Linked DNA regions of Sus scrofa: region 1 is linked to region 2. Evidence: chromatin contacts called from public Hi-C data. All regions are on one chromosome and are shown on one strand. Each heading gives the region's core, a stretch centred on a gene start, on an enhancer-like site or on the middle of the called end of the contact. The rest is flanking DNA. Distances are from core to core; before and after follow the strand shown. Region 1 has its middle 160 kb from the start of NRIP1. Region 2 has its middle 84 kb from the start of NRIP1.

The links. Hi-C and Micro-C count contacts between places; a contact is called where the count stands out from the background.
Region 1: a Hi-C map of liver shows a contact between it and region 2, with 8 times the contacts expected there. The contact joins two enhancer-like sites. A contact is called at or near these places in 1 of 5 promoter capture datasets (liver), 5 of 47 Hi-C or Micro-C datasets (liver and skeletal muscle) and 1 of 2 datasets of contacts at active chromatin or transcription factors (alveolar macrophages).

The regions. Positions count from the first base shown.
Region 1 is chr13:180,074,294-180,077,626 of Sscrofa11.1, forward strand. No RefSeq gene overlaps it. Among named protein-coding and RNA genes, the nearest start is that of NRIP1, 160 kb to the left of the region's middle. Within about 2 kb of position 1,683, at least 11 of the 83 cell types and tissues checked have an H3K27ac peak or open chromatin away from gene starts, as enhancers often do. A contact at or near this core is called in liver, where this site is marked.
Region 2 is chr13:179,998,324-180,001,649 of Sscrofa11.1, forward strand. No RefSeq gene overlaps it. Among named protein-coding and RNA genes, the nearest start is that of NRIP1, 84 kb to the left of the region's middle. Within about 2 kb of position 1,763, at least 19 of the 83 cell types and tissues checked have an H3K27ac peak or open chromatin away from gene starts, as enhancers often do. A contact at or near this core is called in liver, where this site is marked.

The sequences.
Region 1 (3,333 bases), core at 433-2,932, 76 kb after region 2:
AAACACTGGTTTCCCTCAATCCCTTATGAACGGTGGCATTTCATTCTTTTCATTCTTAAGGCTCCTAAGAGAGCCCATTTTCTCTCCTATCCAGCCTGGTTTAGCTCCTAATTAGATTCTTTTCTCTTAGACAAACTAACAGGCTGGCTGCTAGCTTCCCTTTCCAAAGATTCTACCATCTTATTAACCATCAGTAAGAGCTGAAAGTTCTTGACCTTCCCAAGAGGGGAGACATGGGGGCCAGGGATCTCTATTACCTTAGGGCTATTTGTTCATCTTTCCCCTTCTTCCTTTTATACCCCTTTTTGAGGTAAGACTCATCCCATTCTTCCTCATTTTAGGCTCCAGTGGAGTCAGAAGGATTAGGCAATGGGCCTGACTGCAATGTTCCCGCCCCACCCAGGGGTCAGGGCTCACGGCCAGTTTCCTCACAAGAGGTCACTGTGAGCTGAAGCTGCCTGATCCCAGACACACAAGGGCAGGGACTCAGAGGTCTGGCACTGCTGGCTGTAGGACCAGTTTAGCCTGGTGACCAGGTAGATGACCCAGCTGCTCTCCTCACTCACTGCTGTGTTCAAGTCTTGGAGACCCAGATTTTGAAAGTGAGAGAAACAGACATTAAAAACCCAAAGGTAATTAGAGAGGGAAAAAAATGCTATTTAATTTACACACTAGAAAAAACAATTTTGCCTCTACAAAATATGTTCTTGGTTTCTGATAGAAATATTATATATTCATTGCATCTGTGAGCCAAATATTGACCTGACCATGGCTTTTAATGATAGTGTTAGGACAAACCTATTAATTCCTATATCAAAGAATAAAGTTAAATGAAATTAGATTTAAAAAAACAGTGCCTCTAACCTTGAAATCTTCCCCATGCTTAGGGTTCACATTAGAAGTTCAACAGCAGTTGGTCTACCTTCTCGACCTCCTCTAGACCAGCCTGCTTTCCATCAAAGTATTAGCAATCATGATGTGTTACATTTGTTTTTCCTACTTTATTTCTGGGCTTTTCAGTTTTGTCTAATAGACCATGTGTTTTAAAGCAGCATATTGACTGATGAATCTATCTTATGTGATTCTTCACACACCCTGTATATTTAAGCAGACACTTAGAAAATGTGATTCTATTTACAACATAAGTTTGGGCAAATTCACCCTTGCATTTGGGTTAAAAGGATCCTAATCAATTGATTATCTAACTTCCATCACTTCCTCACTGTCTTGAGATTCTTTGACTCAAAACATGTAGGGGAGAGTCTGAAGTTGTTTTGGGCTCAAAGCACATTTTGGTTGCTTTTTTTTTTTTTTTTTTTTTTTTTTGTAAAATAGTTTTTGGTGCTGATGCATTTCCTTAATATTATCTACAGTAAGATAAGCACCAACACCCTGATATAAATGTGCTTCCAGACAACCCAGAAGCTGTCATTTTATTCCATTTTCTCCTTCAGTTGCTCCCAGAATCCATTTCAAACAAAAGAATAAAAAGGATCACATAAATAGGTTAGATCAGGGGTGAAGAAGAGAGAAATGCTCATAAGTTGCAAACAGGAAAAGAAATTAGGACAACAAGGCTTCGGAAAGGTTGCAAACACATTCATAAACAAACATAGACTGCCCTGGAACAACCCTGGTGTTTGTCTTTGCTGTGATGGTGCAATGTGGCCTAGTGGTCTGACCAACTGGGACTGCAGTGCCTGGGTTCTCAGTTTTGCTTCAGACTCACTGCTCTGTACCTCATGGCCTTGGACTGGATGGCCTTGGACTGGATGGCCTTGGACAGGCTTTCTTGATCTGAGAGATAGGCAGATTTCCCAGCTGCAAGGCTCAATGTTTAAGGGAGAAAAGGTTGCAGAAGGGTGAAGAATATTGCTACATCTAAAGCAAGACTATCCTACATGAATGATCAATGCAAGAAGTTTTTATTTTTACTTGCATATTTAGAGTCAAACTCCAATCTTCTCTGCCATGCACAGGGTGCTTGTTTGTTTTGTTGAGGTCCCTGATAGTCTGGGTAGTTTGGAAAGGAGTGGGAGTGTGTATGAAGAGCAAAGGGAAGCATCTATTGCAATGTTTGGTGGTTTTCTGTGTTGTGCACGTCCTCTCTCTCCATCTCCAGCATGGATTTCTCTCTCTCTTTTTTTAACTTAGGAATTTATACTGCACTGTTAGGTTTTATAATTAGCATGACAAGTTATTTGTATGTTTCTCCAAATGATTGCATCTTTGCATATTATAAAGAAAGATATTCAAACATATCTTAAGTTCCCTTTAAAGGCAACCACGTTTAAAGAAAGCCCCGCTTCTATTAAAATTCCGCACTCCTTGGAGCGGTTCAGTTTAGCTGAGCTTGCTGATCAGTGAAATCCATAAATAGTTAAAAGCCTCCAGCCCGTGGTAAAGAGGAAGTAAAGTAGACTTATCTCATGACCCAAAAACACATCAAAAACTGCAAAATAATTAACTTTTTACTTGGTATTTAAACAAAGTATTCTAGAATGAGAATTTTGTTATTTCTGAATTGGGTTTTTACCTCAATGTTGGAGTCAAATAAACTTGGAAATATTTATGCTTTCTTTGATTTCAAAGGGCAGGCTTTAATAAGAAAATTACTGCATTTGTTTTTTTAAATCATGTAATCACTCAAGAGGAATTGATTCACAATAATTGCTATTAAGACTTACGCAGAAGTTACAAAATATAAAAGCTAATTCTTTAAAATATATATTCCATGTTTAGTAGATTTTTTTTTTTTTTAATGTTGAACATTTCTTGATTTTTAGAGTTGTTTCTGGCTTCTAGAGCCTAGAAAAATGGTCTGAACCAATAACTTCTTTTCTGCTTCCTTCTCTTCTCCTTCTTTCCCGCCATTCTTTCTTTTTTTCCTCTTGCTCCCCCTTTATCTTCCCACCCCACCCCTGCCAACTTGTATGAGTGCCTACTGTGGACCTGGCACATTGATTGACACTGAGTGCCTTGGATTTAAAGGTTAAACGAACCCAAGATCTTCACACAGCAGAGTCCAGGGAGGCAGAGGACAGCAAACCCCACCTACCCAGATGCCAGAAGATACTGAAAGCCAGAATGAGACACAGACAACCAGGCTGCAGGAAGTAGGGTTTCTGGGAGAGCTTCTCAGAGAAGGTGAGTTTTGACCAGATACTGAAAGATAGATTAGCCAGGAACTTGATAAGCAAGGACACTGAGAACACCATACATAAAAGCACAGAAAGAGAACACAGGTAGATGTACATAATTTACTAGTGGATGGTTGGGAAGGGTTAGAGGAGTAGGAAGAAGAGATAAAGCTGGGGTCTGAGGTGGGAGCAA
Region 2 (3,326 bases), core at 513-3,012:
TCAACTACATGCCAATAAAAGTTTGAAAAAGAAGGGGAGAGGGAGTGAGAGGAGGAGGAGCAAGGGGAAAAGTAGAACAAGAGAGGAAAGTCAGGTGGGATGTGTAAACTTGGACTCTGACTCTCACGGTGGTTTTGGTCAACCAGCTTGAGCACAGATAGACTTGGTGGCTGAGAGCTGAAACAGATAAGTGGGTGGGGCTGAGCCACCCTGCAGGTTGTGTGTGTGTGTTTGTGTGTGTGTGTGTTGGAGGAGTGAGAGATGGCCAGGGATGGGGAATTTTTGATGTCTGGTGTCCAGACAGGGCTGACTTCAGGGCTGACCCTTTGGTGGAAGAGAGAGACACAGGTATTTTCAAACATAAAGAGAAAAATGAGAAGAGAGTCTGAACTGAGCTCAGTTAAGCTCAACTGCTCCCAAAATAGATAAAGTAGCCGAGCAGTGAAAGGTTAATTTTGGGGCCCCCCAAACCCTCAAGCAGAGCTTCTTAGGGGGCTCCTTGGTCTTTGTTAGTGACTAAATGAATAGCCTGGAGTCAGTACCTCCACCAAAGCCTGTTCACTGATCAATAGTGAACAAACTTTAGCAACTGAGACAGTGTCTATATATTTTTTGGCTGGGGGCATGGAAGTGTGAGTATCTTCAGTAGGACTAGGATTTCTTTTATGGATGATAACTAATGCTTAACTCACTAATAACCCATGTTCCTTTTCCTGAGTCTAGACCCTCTCTTTAAATAGCTAACACTTCGGGCTTATGGATATCAATTACTGATGTGCTGAAGTGAAGTAGAAATGTGTTTATTTAGGAAGGAGAATGCTTTTTTCCTGTTTCTTAAAAAGTGTATTGAAATATAGTTGATTTATAATGTGTTAATTTCTGCTGTGCAGCAAAGTGACTCAGTTAATGCATATATACACAAACATATACACACATATATATATTCCTTTTTATATTCTTTTCATTATGGTTTATCACAGGTTACTGAATATAGTTCCCTGTGCTACATAGTAGGATCTTATTGTTCATCCATCACCTATATGCTAATTTACATCTGCTAATCCAAACTCCAAATCCAGGGAAGAAGGATGCTTGAATGTGCACTTAAATTGCTTGGACTTCCAGCTGCTACAAAACATGTCTTGGCTACAGTGGCTGGGGAAATGATGTATGTGACAGGGGTCACCATTATTTAACTCTCGCGCCACTGAGAAGCTGAATGTGCAGAAAGAAATGAGGAAAGGAGGAAAAAAATGGGGGAAGGAAAAAGAAGGGCGAAACGAGAAGAGGTGCAGTAAGGAGAGATGAAGTGACACCAGTCATTGCCCGGTGTGACATTTAATGGCACCAGGACTGTGGTGACCTTCTCTGAGTATAAACTGGGCCACAGTGTGTGGCCTCTGGAGCAGTCATTGCAAAGCGGCCCCTCTACAAGGGCCTGTTCTGAACAGAAGAAAAGGCTTCTCTTTGGAAGGACCGGCCCATGTTCCGGCCCCATCAGTGAGAAGCAGCCCAGACGCCTACCCCCATGGCCGGGATAAAGGAGAGAGGGATCGTATTTTAAAGCTCCATTAACAAAGAACTTTACTCAAGGAGGAGCTGTTAATAAGTAATGAAACAAAGTGCCTGTTATGGAGATTAAATGCCCCGGTGTCTAGGTACAAAGTTCAGGCTGCAAAGTGCAGCTGTCACCCTGTCCATAACCCCACCGCAGCCTTAGAACCCCTGGTTCAAAGTGTGTCTTGCTGCCTTCCTGTTACCAGGCTGCCCGGCGCAAGGTCTGGCCAGGGTTCAGAGTTCAGTGTCTGAGGCTCCGCTGACTGCCTTCTTTGTTTAGCTGGGGCCAGCTTTAGATAAGCCTCCAACTGCTTATTTAAGACGATTATGACATACAACTGACAGATTATTTTCCCAGATTCTTACACTTATGTTTCACATGCAAGTTTAAACAGTCCCAAACTAATTTCTCAAGGATTTGTGTGTATACAAAAGCAATTGATAGCAGAACATATGAAAGACTAGGTCAGAAATCTATTTCTAAGGAATAAGTGTGGTCCAAGCAGACACATCAGACTAAGGGCTTTTGAAGTAGGTCCTTGTGAGGACAATTTCCAGACAGGTCAAAGAATTCTCTCTCTAATGATCAAAGAGCAAAAACATACTAGATTTACCCTTGAGAACTGAGTAAGTCCTTTCCCTGTATAAGAGTAGACCAGTGGTATTCATTTCTGTATAGAGAATCCCTCTTTAGCTGTTTTTTTTTTTTTTTTTTTTTTTAATATTTATGAAGGACTTGGAGGGAAACATTTTTCAAGTGGTTCCCACTTTTTGACCTGATCTAGCAAGAATCTCCGGAAGGTGGGCAAAACTTTAATTAGCATCCCCATTTCACAGATGAGGAAACTGCTGCTCAGAGATGTCAGCAACTTGGCCTAGGTTGCAGAGTTAATATATTCTAGAACCCAGACCACAGTCCATCTCTTTGCCTTTCCTCTCAGCACTTTTTCAACTGGTCCAGCCTACCTCTCATGTCTGGATGCCAATTTTCCTTACATGGGTGTAGTTCTTTTTCCTTCTTTACTTTATGGAAAATAAAATCCAGGAGGGCAGGTAGTTTGGAAGATGTAATTTGAAAGAAGGCTTTAGGTAAGGGTTTTGAGAAACAGGATTTGACTCTGTGTTGGTCTAGAGCCAGCACCTGTGGTTCAGGCTCTCCCTTCCTCCTGGCCCCCAGTGCCAAGGAGGCAGGATTTTAGATTCCTTACCAAGTGGGTCGGTTAGGAAGCTGCTCCTTCCAGTGATAGCATGGTTAATATTTTACCTCGGGGAGGAGCACAGCCCACAATGATACACTAGAGCCCCAAATGCTTAGAGTTTAGGAGATAAGTTGCTTGTGATTCATAAAATTAAGCTGAGATTTTCCTGGCTCACATTTTCTTTATATTAGAACAGACTTTGAAAGATCCTCACCAGGTTTCATTCCTTTGGCAGCTTCTTGTAAAAGCCTACAATGATCCAGATATTTATTTATGTATTTATTTATTTCATATGGAAATTCACAGGTCAGGGGCCTATGCCCCAGCCACAGCAACACCGGATCCAAGCTGCATCTGCAACCTACAACACAACTTGTGGCAACACCAGATCATTAACCCATTGAGTCAGGCCAGGGATTGAACCCACATCCTTATGGATACCATGTTGGGCTCTTAAACTGCTGAACCACATTGGGAACTCATAGATATTTATTAATATATTTATTTGCAGATGTTTACATATATAAATGTTTTCACCATTATCTACTGTGCCCCACTGCATGCAAAGGA